2 separate regions of the Oryctolagus cuniculus genome follow, and region 2 is linked to region 1. Evidence: chromatin contacts called from public Micro-C data. All regions are on one chromosome and are shown on one strand. The core of a region is the stretch at or near the end of the contact, and the rest is flanking DNA. Distances in the headings are between cores, read along the strand shown.

Region 1 (6,658 bases), core at 2,814-5,313:
TTTATTTGAGATACAAAAGACAGAGACAGAGAGAGCAAAAGCTGCCATTCACACACTTCCAAAATGCCTGTGAAGGTCAGGGTTGGGTGGGGACTAAAGCCCTGAGCCAGGAACACAATCCAGGTCTCCCACATGGGTGGCAGGAACCCAATTACTTGAGCAATTGCCACTCCCTCCCAGGATGCATTATCAGGAAGCTAAAGTCAAGAGACTGAGCTGGGTATTAAACTCTGGCACTCACATACCAGACCTGACTGCCAGGTTAAACACCCGCCCCAGCAGTGGTTATTCTTAAGCAACAATCATCACAGAGATTTGTTTACCTTGGATTTTTTTTTTTTAAATCTATTCTTCTTTGCACATAAATCAATCTCTAGAGACCCTTATGGAAAGAATCATTTTTTATCAGGCCTGCTGAATATTATTGGGGCCATTCTCATCACAATTTATTCATTTTACTTTTAATATTTATTTATTTTTATGTATTTGAAAGGCAGGGAGACAGGAAGATTTCTCTTTCATTGGTTTACTTCCAAATGCCTGCTGAAGGCCAGGGCTGGCCAGGAGCTGGGAATTCAATCCCAGTCTCTCACATGGGCAGCCAACACCCAATCACTTGAGCCATCACCTGCTGACTTCATGATGAGCATCAGCAAGAAGCCAGGACTCTAATCCAAGCATTCTGACATAGGATGCCAGTATGCCAATTGTAACCTTAACCTCTGTGCACCTGTCCTCCCCCACTAATAAGTCAATCAGCATTCCTCTATGAGAACGAGATCTGAGAACTGTGAGATTCTCAGTTAAGAACTCACAAACTGTAGTACAGAGATCATGAGATAGTATTTTTTAAAAAGATGAACTCTCAATCTTCTATTCCCAGGCATGACACACAAGCGGAAACTTCTATGCTAAGCAGCTTGAGAAATTCGTTTCCTTCCCTCCGTGTATCAAAAGAACTGCCCACTTTCACTCTTCCAACATTTCCCCAGTGTAAATGAGTTCCAGTCTCTACACATGACTGTAAGATCAATAGGTTTGGTCTTTTTTTTTTAGTTTGTATTTTTTCTTTTTCTTTCTTTTTTTAACTTTTATTTAATGAATATAAATTTCCACCAAAGTACGGCTTATGGATTACAATGGCTTCCCCCCATAACGTCCCTCCCAACCAATAGGTTTGGTCTTTAACCTCAAAGAACTCACAACACAGAGGGCAGATAGGACGCATACAGACAATGTAGATGGCAATGACAGCACCATTAATGCACAATTTCCATCAAGAAAAAAAAGTAGGTGAAAATAATGTAAAATGTTTCTAGTTGCCAAGAAACATAGATTCCAACTAGTACTTATTCATTCTCAAAAGGCCTCGTTGGAATAGTTTCTGCAAGCTCCACACAAGACATTGCTCCAAAGGACAATTCCTTGGTTTCATGATTCTGATACACAGCACCCGTGTGACTTCAGGTTTGTCACTTACTCAGGCTGAGTCTTAGTTACCTCATTTGAAAACGTCAGTTTTATCTTATCAACGAAACATGAATCATTTTACCAGCATAAGCTAAATGTTCTCCAATGGCTGCTGCCGGTCAAAGATCCTCAAAAGTCATACACTCATCTATGGGATTTCCCCTCAGGTCATCAATAGCCAGGGAACCAGTTAGGCGAATTACAGTTCCTCATCTGAGATAGGTCCTGTGCTGTGCTTTAAGTTAGGAACTCACAAAATGGACTGCAGAGGCTATGAGCAGTCTTACAAAGATGAACAAGAATAAGTGAATGTTTTAGCGGTGGACCATTCCAGTACAACAGCAGGGTATATTTCGTACCAGAATTCGAGTTTTTGCACTGCTGAAACCACGCCTCCCAGGGAAATCAAGGAGACACCAAGAAAAACCTCCTCAATGGGGCAGGGAGAGATCCCGGATAAGCCAAGTCAAGCTTTCCCCCTCTCTTCACGAAAAGAAAAAAAAAAAGGAAAAAGAAAGAAAGAAAAAAAGAAAGGAAAGGCAAAGCTGTTTTTTTTTCTTCCCCTCCAGCTATGCAGCTGCACCCAACAGAGAAACAGTAGATTAGCATCATCTGCATTTCATTCCTTTTCTTTTGCAATAGCTCCTCGCCTATAATAAACAGACCTTGTGCTCACGGGAGAATTTCCTTTCCCGTCCAGTAAAAACCAAGTTCCTTATTTTTACTAACAACGTTGTCTCCAATCAACACCCACCCTCCCCGGGGAGACCAGGCCGCCTCTCCCTGCCACCCCTCTGTAAGCCCATCGCCCCACACGCTGGAAATCACCCCACTTGGAGGGTGACAAGGCTCCGGGGCAGAGCGGAAGGGCCAGGGCGCGGCGGGCAGACCAGGGGAGACGTCCAGCCCGGCCAGAAAGAGCCCGACTGCTCCGCCGGCCAGGGGCGTGCGGGGGCGGAAGGGGCGCGCCACCCCCACTTACCCACTTTGTCCTTCCCGTACATGTGCCCGGCCACCTGATGCGAGAGCGGCACGCAGCCGTTGAGGAAGCGGAGCCTCCCGCCCGCCGGCTGCTGGGTGCCCTCGGGGGCGGCCTCGCTGGCCGGTGGGGTCCGCATTTCTGGGGGGCCGGGCGCCTCGAGCCGGAGAGGGGATGGCGGTTCCGTTGCCATAACGGAGAGCACAAACGGCAACGGCGGCGAGAGCAGGAGAAGAAAAAAAAAATAGGACGGAGGAGGGAGGGGGCGCCGGAGAACCCGGGGGTCGCTCAGGCTCGGCCGCCGGGAGGCCCGGGGGTTCCCGCGGCTGGTGCCCGCTGAGGCCCAGGGAGGGGGCCCATGACGCCGCGAAGGCGCCGGCGCTCCCCTGCCCAACTCTCGGCGGAGCGCGGTTCCCGGCTCCCACTCTCCAGCCGCCGCGGCCACCAGCGCCGGTGCTGCCCAGGAGACGGAACCGAGCAGAGCAGCGGCGGCGGCGGCGCCCCGCGCTCCCTGGGGCCCTGACGGCGACGGCGGCCCCACCTCCCGCGCCCCCGCCCCCTCCCGCCGTCCTCCAGTCCCCTCAGCTGCCGCGCGCGCGTCAGCGCCGCCCGCACTGCCGCCGCCGCCGCCGCGAGCTTCCGACTGCGCGACCCGCGGCCGCGGCCGCTACTGAGCATGCCCAGAGGCCGCCCGACGGGACCCCCGCGGCGGGCCGGGCGCGCGGCCGGGCGGGGGCCGTCTCCCGGTCACCTGGACGGGGCGAGCGCGCTGGCGGGCCTTCTCACCCCCAGCGCGGGGCTGGCGTCAGGTTGTGGCCAGCGCTGCTGTGCCCTCATTCATTGCAGGCGGGTTCCAGCGCTCCCCAGGGGTGGGCTCAGAGATGCCAGGGGCTTCCAGGAGTGAGGGGCAGCCAGGTATTTAGGAGGGTTGGGAGGCAGTGGCAGTGCCAGGGGTGGCGTGGGAGGCCACCCTTAACCTGCAAGCAGCTCCCTCAAATCCCACCCCCCACAGAACCAACGGAAGTTAAAAACAGGTCGCGTGTTAAAAGACGCACCTTCAAAATACTCGACAAATTCATCCTAGCCCCCTCCTCAGTTAATGCTTATAAACTGGTCTCATCAAAAAATTTTAGAGCCGAGACGTGTTCAGGCTGCAGAAGCTATTGTCCTAATTCTTTTTAAGTGGAAACGTTGTTTGAAGAAATGAGCAGGTTTTCCCTTTTCTCTGCCACGCGACCTTCAGCTAGGGCAGGTCCTAAGTATGGGACTCAACTCGGTCAAAGGCAGAAGAGAAGGATAAATGCACACCCGCAGCTACGGAAGATTCTGGAATGGGACTCTATCCCCGATCCCCCTGTGTCTGCCACAGGCATCTTACATGAAACCTGGACCTGGCCTTGCAGCTAAAACAAAAACAAGAATTGAGCAAGAGAAAATTCGGGGTAAAAGTCTTAGATACCTGGTGTAGGTGGTAGGCAAGTGCCTTACTAACACCTGTCCTCCGCCGCCCTACACACCTGGAGGAGACGGAAAATCTGGCCTGGACTCCTTATTCCCAAAACTCTGCCTCTGGACTCCAGGGCCCCGCCCCTCAGCGTTGCGCAAACTCAGTCGCTACCTCGTTCAGTCCCTTCCTCCTCCCCTCCTGCGGCTGTCAAAATCCGGACTCGACTTCCTCAAGGCCCGGGGCTCAGCTCTGCGCATGCGGGTGGATCTCTCGCTCACACACACGTGCTGACGGCCTGCCTCGGCGCCTGCGCGCTAGCCTCCCGGTGCCCGTGCCCTTAGGACGCCTAATTGCCTTAGCTTCGGCTGTGGACACTAGCGGGTTCGTGCTGGGTGGCCTGTGCGCACGCCTTGCGAACTGACGGCGCCATGAGTCTGACTTCCAATTCCAGCATACGAGGTGAGGTGGGGCCTGGGAGAGGGTGAGGTTGGCGCCTTGCACGCAGCTTGCAGCGCCCGCAGCTCCTCTGTGTGGTTTGCGCTGCCCTGCGCACCCGCGCGTCCAGTAACCTTGAGGTGCAGAAGGACAAGCGCTTTGCCGGGCCGCGGGCTCTGAGCGGGACGCGGAGAGGGGGCGAGGTCGGGTTACGGGGTGATGGTGTCACCGTGCATAAGTGGCGTGCGACCGTGCAGCCATCTGCTTTTCCTGCTAACTATCCAAATCCCAAAACCTAATAACTCCGCTGCTGGCTTTTCCTGATGTCCCCTGACTCGCTTCTCTATCCTTAGATCGCAGGGCCTGTTGGGGGAAAGTGTTCTCCCTTCTCACGTTTCTATCAACGTGTAACGAGAAAGTCGGTTTCCTGCAATCCTGAAGCGGTGCATGACTAATCACATATTAGTTTTGCAGATTTTTTTTTTAAAGAGAAGAAACCCAATCCGAGGTCCCCAGTTTTCCCTGTTTTTTATTATGCCGCTGGCATGCGGCGCTCCGTGAGAGAGCACTGAAAACTGGGTTCGTTGCGCCCTCAGTTTTTTCAGCCTTCCTTAGATAGCTTTTGGAAGCCGTACTTCGCAGAAGAGCCACTTACAATTAAAAGAATATATAGAATTTGTTGAGTGTGGAGTTTCACTTTATAACAATTCTTGGTGATGTTGCAATTGTTAAATTACCGTCTCCTAGCTACGTGCCCACTCATAAAATGCCACTCCCCAGGGTTGGTTACCTGTAAGTCTAGTTGAGTATAGGTAAAGAGGTTATCTACAGGTTAAAATTAACCCACTGATTCATTCAGTCAATACTGAACGTCTGTCATACCAGGATTTGTAAAAACCTCCCTACTAACTTGAGCCCTAATTTTTTAGTACAGAGGTAGATCCCATAAATGAGAGAGTTCCACTTCCGTTGACAAAATTTACCTGGCAGTGTGAGGGTGATAATCCATGACATTTATAAGTTACTAATGATAAACAGTAAAAATTACTTCAAAGTATATTCATCTTAAGACTTTTACATAGAGTTAAGCCTTGGTACATTTCAGATAGGGAGTGATTTATGTGTATGATTTAAAAAAAAACTATTTGAGAATAAGACTTGTAAAATCATATGATTTTGTGACTTGCACCACTGATATTTTTATACGAAGATGGTTTGCTCATGTGTGGGATGGGTTGAAAGACTCCAAAGTCTGTTTTTGTTTAAAATGTGGGGTCATGTCGTATAAGTAGGCATAAAATTCTGTTTAGGTAGCATACTGTTGAAATGTGAAGTAGAACTTAACATCACTGTCTAGAGACATATCTTTGTTGTAATCAAGATGAGTTTCTTGTTTTTTAAGTGTAACCATTAGGGAATTCAAAGGTGATTTTCCCATTAGTGTGCCACTCCAAGGAATAGGAAATTGATGAAGCAGATTATGAGCTTTAAGTATTCAGCTTTGTTGTTTATTTCACTAAAAAGCAAAAAGGTTCTGAGGCCTCTAAGGGTAGCCCCAAACCCCTGTAAATGTCTTCTACCCACACATAGCTAGTCAAATACTAGGGAAGGCGGAGACAGAGAATGTCTTGGGAATCTGTTAATGCTTAGGTCTCATAAAAGTTTGATGCTGCTGGTTGTTTTTAAAAATTCCTATGGGTCGGGCCGGCGCCATGGCTCACTAGGCTAATCCTCCGCCTTGCGGCGCCGGCACACCGGGTTCTAGTCCCGGTTGGGGCCCCGGATTCTGTCCCGGTTGCCCCTCTTCCAGGCCAGCTCTCTGCTGTGGCCAGGGAGTGCAGTGGAGGATGGCCCAGGTGCTTGGGCCCTGCACCCCATGGGAGACCAGGAAAAGCACCTGGCTCCTGGCTCCTGCCATCGGATCAGCGCGGTGCGCCGGCCGCGGTGGCCATTGGAGGGTGAACCAACGGCAAAAGGAAGACCTTTCTCTCTGTCTCTCTCTGTCCACTCTGCCTGTCAAAATAAATAAATAAATAAATAAATAAATAAATAAATAAATAAATAAAAATTCCTATGGGTCGAACATCAATTTAGATCTTCTAATTAGGGGGAGGGTGATCATATCTTAACTAAATTAATTCATCATTATAAAGAACTTAGAATGGTATAAAACAGTGGTAATCACTATATCCATATATGTCAAAAAAAAGTTAGAAGTACAAATATGTGCGTAGATTCTTGTTTATATTCAGAAAACAATGAGTTATAAATAAAAAGTAATGGTCTTCAGCTGAAAGTCACTCATAATTCGCCATCTCCTTTCAAAA
Region 2 (6,658 bases), core at 1,662-4,161, 150 kb after region 1:
GGGAGAGTCCAGAATGATTTATCAATAGTTGACTCAAACGACTGAAGAGAGAAACAGGTGTTTTTTTTTTTTTTTCTTTTTTTTTTTTTAGAGAGGAGCTCAAGGTAGGGGAAAGACAATGAGATTTGTTCAGGAAATGCTGAAATTGAAGTACCCCTGGGACACGATGGTGAAGATATCCATTAGACAATGCTGGTATGCTATAGAACTAAAAGGCAAGGTCTGGATTCAATATAAAATGGTGGGAATCATGAGGCTATGACTGATAGTTGAAGTCATGGGAGTGGATAAACTTTTAAAATAAAGGGAGAGAACCCTGGGAAAGGCTGCAGTGTCTTTATGTTTTATAGACATAAATGAAACCATATGTCTTTTTGTTCAAAAATAGCTTGAGTAAGTAGGCAGAGATATGTCTTTGTAATACTGCATTTACAATAGAATTTCATGGCAATGTGAGTGAGTTCTAAGTAGACTGGTAACTGATAAAAACCGAAATGTTTCGGGTTGGCGCTGTGGCGCAGTGGGTTAACGCCCTGGCCTGAAGTGCTAGCATCCCATATGGGCGCCGGTTCAGGACCCAGATGCTCTACTTCCTGTCCAGCTCTCTGCTGTGGCCCGGGAAAGCAGTATAAGATGGCCCGGGTCCTTGGACCCCTGCGCCCACGTGGGAGACCCGGAAGAAGCTCCTGGCTCCTGGCTTCGGATTGGCACAGGTCCGGCTGTTGTGGCCATTTGGGGAGTGAACCATCGGATGGAAGACCTCTCTCTGTCTCTCTGCCTCTCCTCTCTCTGTGTAACTCTGACTTTCAAATTTTTAATAAAATTAAAAAAAAACCTGAAATGTTTCACATTTGATTTATAAGAACTTAACAGCAAAATTTATTAAAATGACCCTTGAAAATCACAAAATATTGCTTAAATATCCAAAAGTTTAACTTTATATCAAACACCTGAAATACCAAAAACATTCCAGAGAAATGAAGGGGAAATGCATTATTTTAGAAATCACCTTAAACGTAACTAAGACATTCCAGCCCATACTTAAGTCTATCTTGGCACGGAGTCATTTTTGTTTACTTCTTTGCCTCTGCCTCTAGATTTTGGGGGCAGGGAGAGATATTATGAATCTACATTTTGGGATTTGAACATGGTATATGGTCATAAAAAATAAATGAAGAAATGCTTTTTCCATGACAGAATGGCAGGTTTACACAGATGATCTCCAAGGTCTCTTTTAGCCCTGAGATTCCGTGTAAAGGGAAATGGTGATTGATTATTATTTACTACGTAAAAGAAGTGGGCTGTGCCCTTTGTAGCTCAAAAGGGGCAGTTCTGAAACTACAAAAAGGTGTGGTCTCCGAGCTCTATATTACACTGGGAAGAATTTTCTAACAATTATAGTCGGAAAGAAGAAAGGCCAGAAAGAAGAACTGATATCTTGGAAATATCTAGTATTTAAAATCTGGGAGAGCCTCGATGTCTTTAGATCTTCATAATTTTTCACACCACTGCCTAAATAGAAAAATGGAATTCGTACAACACAAAACAGAAACTGTGGGGCTGCACTGTGCCATAGCAGGTAAAGCTGCCATGTGTGGTGCCAGCATCCCATACGCCAACGGTTGTTCCAGCTGCTCCACTTCCGATCCAGCTCTCTGCTATGGCCTGGGAAAGCAGGGGAAGATGGCTCAAGTCGTTCAGCCCCTGCACCCACGTGGGAGACCCGGAAGCAGCTCCTGGCTCCTGGCTGCATATTGGCCCAGCTCTGGCGCTGTGGCTATGTGGGGAGTGAACATGCGCATGGATGATTTCTCTGCCTCTCTTTCCAATTCTGCCTCTCAAGTAAATAAATAATTTTTTGACAGGTAGAATTAGACAGTGAGAGAGACAGAGAGAAAGGTCTTTCTTTCTGTTGGTTCACCCCCCAGATGGCCGCTAAGGCTGGCGCACCGCGCTGATCCGAAGCCAGGAGCCAGGTGCTTCCTCCTGGCCTCCCATGCGGGTGCAGGGCCCAAGGACCTGGGCCATCCTCCACTGCACTCCCGGGCCACAGCAGAGAGCTGGCCTGGAAGAGGGGCAACCGGGACAGAATTCGGCGCCCCGACAGGGACTAGAACCCAGTGTGCCGGCGCCGCAGGCGGAGCATTAGCCTAGTGAGCCGCGGCGCAGGCCTATAATTTTTTTTAAAACTGTACAGCCCATCATTCAATAACTCCAGACGTTCTTTTCACATGGTCTCAAGAGTTCGGTTGAGAAAATTCTGCCCCAGTCCAACATTCTCACTTGGTGAGGGGGTAAAGGAATCTTATGTCGGGGGTGTGACAGTCCCAGGGCAAGACCTTCAGGTTGATTCTGGGACAACTAACTGGGCGGACCATGTCCTCGCCACTCAAAGCAGGCAGGGTTGGAGGTCAGAGTTGACGCTTGTGTGCCTTAGATGGGAGGCTGGTCTAAACCTAGATTCAGTGTGGTTCCAGCCCCACCGGCAATGAACTCGTGTTAAAAACGCAGACGCGGGCCCCCACACACCTGCTAGCTCAGGCTCTGAGGGAAGGCCCGGGGATCTGCGAATCGCCTGCGCTCTGACCACCATTTGCGGCGCACAACAGCCAGAACCACGCACAGCAGGCCCGCGTCCCCGTGGCCGGACTGTCTGTTACGTACAGGCCGTCCAGGCCGTCAGTGCGGACGCCGCGCCTGCCAGTGCCCGGTCGGGGTGAGGCCTGCGCCGGCTCTCTACCAGCCTCCTCGACCGGAGGAGGAAGCGACTGCGGGAGGCGGCCGGGGGCAGAGGCGGCGCCGCAGCGCCTCCTCGAGGTCAGGGCCCTCCGCAGGTCAGCCGGCTGCGCTTTCCCTTCGCCCGCCCCGGTGACCCCTCCTGCTTCGTCGCAGCCCCGCCCACCCCCGGACTGACTACAGCGCCTGCGCACGTTCTGCCCCGGCCCGCCCCTCGTCTCCCGACCGGATGTCAGCAGGCTTCCCATAGTACCTCGCGAGTGGCGGGCATGATAACAGATCCAGGAGGGTAGCACGCGGGTTCGGGTTGTTGCTGTTGTTGTGCCTGTTCTTTCGGAGGTTGGGGTACGGGCACTGCCTAGTCCGCCGGTGCGATGGCGCTTCTCCGGGGCATGTGGGGCGCGCTGAGGACCCTGGGGAAGTCTGGAGCGGACCTGTGCGCGGGCTGTGGGAGTCGACTGCGCTCACCTTTCAGGTAGGACCACTCACCTGCCCCCCCCGGGGGGGGGGGCCCTGGACGTCCCTGGGCATGCAATGGGGACTCCGTCCCTTACTCTTTGCTCTTGCTAGGCGGTCAGGGCCACCTTGGCCCTCTGGTTTAGACCTCGACCTTGCGGAGGAGATGGTGGCTGCGAGCCCGGGCCCTCCTCCGGTAGTCCCCGGTGCCCTGCTTCCTGTTTCCCCCCACCCCTGCAGCCGCTCCTCCCTGCCGTCCAGCCTGGGCGCACCTGGCGGGGTCCTCTGCGAAATCGCGCCTCGTCTCCCGCCATCCTATAGGTGTGGAGGAGGCGGGGCTCCAGAGCCAGCGTTTGGATGCTTTGCTTCGTTCTCTGTCCTTCCTGGAAAGTCGGGGCTTTGAGACTTGAGCCCTGCAGGCACTTCCCTCTGGGTAGGACAAGGTTTTAAATAAGGCCTAAGCATTCTTATCAAAGGAGACGGGTAGAAAGCATCTTGATGACATTTTCTTTGAGAGCCGTGTTTATATGCATGTAAATGTTGGGAGTTCCATACTTGACTTTGCTTGTTTTCTTTGTATTTCTGTGTAGTTTTTCGTATATTCCGAGATGGTGTTCATCCACCTTTGGCAGCTATCCAAAGAAACCTATGACTTCATACCTTCGATTTTCTAAAGAACAGTTACCCATATTTAAAGCTAAGAACCCAGGTGAGGAATTTGGGGGGGCTTCTGCTCTTCTCTGATGTAATAAAAAGGCCACTAAACAGTTAAGGTGAAAAATACTGGCTTTGCACTTTCAAAGCTTCCGGCGTTTGCAGGAGCTGTCATTTTGTGTGATGTCTGTAAAACGAAGTGCAGCATTTTATACCTAACAGAAATGCTTTAGTTGTAAATGAGGAAGGATGAAAGGTATTTTAAAGATACTATGTGGAGCGGACAGCTCCCTGGGCAGAGGAGGAAACAGCCGACGTTTGGGTCTGATTGTCTTTCTTAGGCCTGGGAGTGCTGCTTATGAATCGTGCATAGCTGCTGCTCTTTGTGCCTTGGAGGATTGTTCACAAAGCTCTAATGAAATAACATAATGTGGGAGTGGTCTGTAAAGTTCTGTGCAACTTAGGCTCATTTCAAGAGCTTTCTTGAGTGAAAATTCTGCTTGTCTAGAGTTCTTGAAAAAAGATTTCTAGCTAGGATGTTTATTGACTGCTTCAAAAGGCTATAGGACTTTGATTTGGGGGTTATGGTATAAAGGTAATAGGTAGATTAAGAGTTCGTTTCTGCTTATGATTTCCGAAGCCCCTTTACATCAAATAAGTCATAGGGGACTTGTGAAAAGCAAGTTAGTTACAATAAAAATCCTTGCATTTTAGGTCAGGAGTTAGTTTAAGAGACATACTCAAGTACCCACATCTTTTAAATGTCAGATTTGGAACTAACAGGTGGTTTGTTAAATCAGTTGCACTCCAACATTCCAGTTAATGTGAGGAAAGAAGTGGAGATTATGGATTGATTTTTAGAATAGTCTGTTTCCAGATATTGTTCTGTAATATGCAATATAAGATCGTGTTTTATGAATCAAGACTATAATATAGTTTAGTCAGATTTTTTGAATTTAATAATTCCTGAAAGACTTGAAAAATGTTAAGATTGAAATAGGGAAGTAAAAAACTTAAGCAATTAATTATATGCCTATTTAAACTGGTAATTTCTGAGGACAATTTTGGGTAGTATAGAAAATACTCCTTTCTGATTGGATAATCGGCTTTTAACAAACTTGGACAAAATTGTAAAGTATTTCTTTTTTTTTTAAAGATTGCAAATCAGGTCTTTTTCTTTTTTAAGATTTATTTATTTATTTGAAAGAGTTACACAGAAGGAGAAGCAGAGAGAGTGAGAGTCTTCCATCCGTTGGTTCACTCCCCAATTGGCCACAATGGAGGGGCCTGCGCCGATCCAAAGCCAGGAGCCAGGAACTTCCTCTTGGTCTCCCACACTGGTGCCGGGACTCAAGGATTTGGGCCATTTTCCACTGCTTTCCGATCCAGCCATAGCAGAGAGCTGGATTGGAAATGGAGCAGCCGGGATTTGAAACAGCACCCATATGGGATGCCAGCACTGCAGGCGGCAGCTTTACGCACTACACCACAGCGCTGTCCCAGTATTTATAATATTTAAGTTAATGGGATGAAGTTAACCTGTTGTATTAAGTGTGTGTAATGTAACTTGCTTTGTTGAGCTCATGGATTGTGCTTTCTTGGAAATCTATAGCAATTCATCCTGAGCCATAAAATTGTGACATCTCTTTTCATTATATTCCAATCCATAGAGGCAAAAAATTCAGAGCTAATTAAAAGAATTGCCGAGCTGTGGAGGGAACTTCCTGATTCAGAGAAAAAGGTAAGCACACAGGTTTTCAGATACCTGCAGTTGCTACTCTACAGTTTGGAAGAGACAGATAGAGACAGTTGGCAGAGACAGAGAGAGAGATCTTCTACCATAGATTCACTCCCCAAATGCTCACCACGGTTGGGCTGGGCCAGGCCAAAGCCAGGTTCCCAAAACCCAATATAGGTCTCCCACCAGGGTGTCAGGGACCTAAGTACTTGAACCGTCTCCTGTTGCCTTGCAGGGTATGTGTTAGCAGGAAACTAGAATCAGAAGCAGAGCCGGGACTCAAACCCAGGCACTCTGGGTTTCCCCAAGTGGCATCTTAGCCGCCTGTACCTCCCCAAGTGGGAGGCAGGCACCCCAAGTGGCAGCTTCACTGCTGCACCAAACGCCTGCCTCCATGTCTTAGAACCAGATGGCCCAGGGGCTTTTTTTAAAAAACATTAATTATCTACAAAGGAACTTTATACTATCTGATCTCCTTAAGTGGTGATACATATGGATGTATGGGGGTGGAGATGAGAGGTTGCAGCCATTAGAAAATGGAAGCTAATTGCTAGATTCTTACATTGGTCAGCATGAGAATACTTTAAAGTTCGTAGAAAATGGAATTAAAACTATTTTGGTGCAAAAAATTTGAAATCTATTTGTAGTTTTTTCATACTGTGTATTTTCTGTGAAATTTTTAATGACACCTGTGCATGAATTTTGGTTTTATTTGCACCACAATAAACTTTAATCTCTGCATACTTCATCTAAGAGCACATTTTTCATCTAGTGGTCCCGCCTGCCTTTATTTGAAGTCATGCAGTTGTCTTTCTCTGGCAGATGTGTTATGTTGAATTTGATAGCAACAATTTGCTGACTTCTTATTTGGGTTTCTTTTGTTTATAGGTATATGAAGATGCTTACAGGGTAGAGTGGGAGGCCTACAAAGAAGAGATTAGCAGAATTCAAGAACATCTAACTCCAAGTCAGATGCTATCTATGGAAAAAGAAATCATGCAAAAACGTTTAAAAAAGAAAGCATTAATGAAAAAGAGAGTGAGTATCATTGAAATACTCTTTTCTAATTGCAAA

Evidence for each region. A called contact is a pair of places that touch in the nucleus more often than the background predicts.
Region 2: a Micro-C map of ear pinna shows a contact between it and region 1, with 4 times the contacts expected there. The contact joins the promoter of TFAM here to the promoter of CISD1 in region 1. A contact is called at or near these places in 2 of 6 Hi-C or Micro-C datasets (ear pinna and psoas muscle).

What each region holds. Positions count from the first base shown.
Region 1 is chr15:50,638,608-50,645,265 of mOryCun1.1, forward strand. CISD1 (CDGSH iron sulfur domain 1) reads left to right here and starts at 4,064. Exons shown (of 3, transcript XM_002718483.5): 1 at 4,064-4,355. The coding sequence starts at 4,325. It overlaps IPMK (inositol polyphosphate multikinase), which reads right to left and starts at 2,961. Exons shown (of 6, transcript XM_002718484.5): 1 at 2,453-2,961. The coding sequence starts at 2,642.
Region 2 is chr15:50,786,574-50,793,231 of mOryCun1.1, forward strand. TFAM (transcription factor A, mitochondrial) reads left to right here and starts at 2,912. Exons shown (of 7, transcript XM_017348769.3): 1 at 2,912-3,211; 2 at 3,783-3,901; 3 at 5,517-5,587; 4 at 6,473-6,622. The coding sequence starts at 3,111.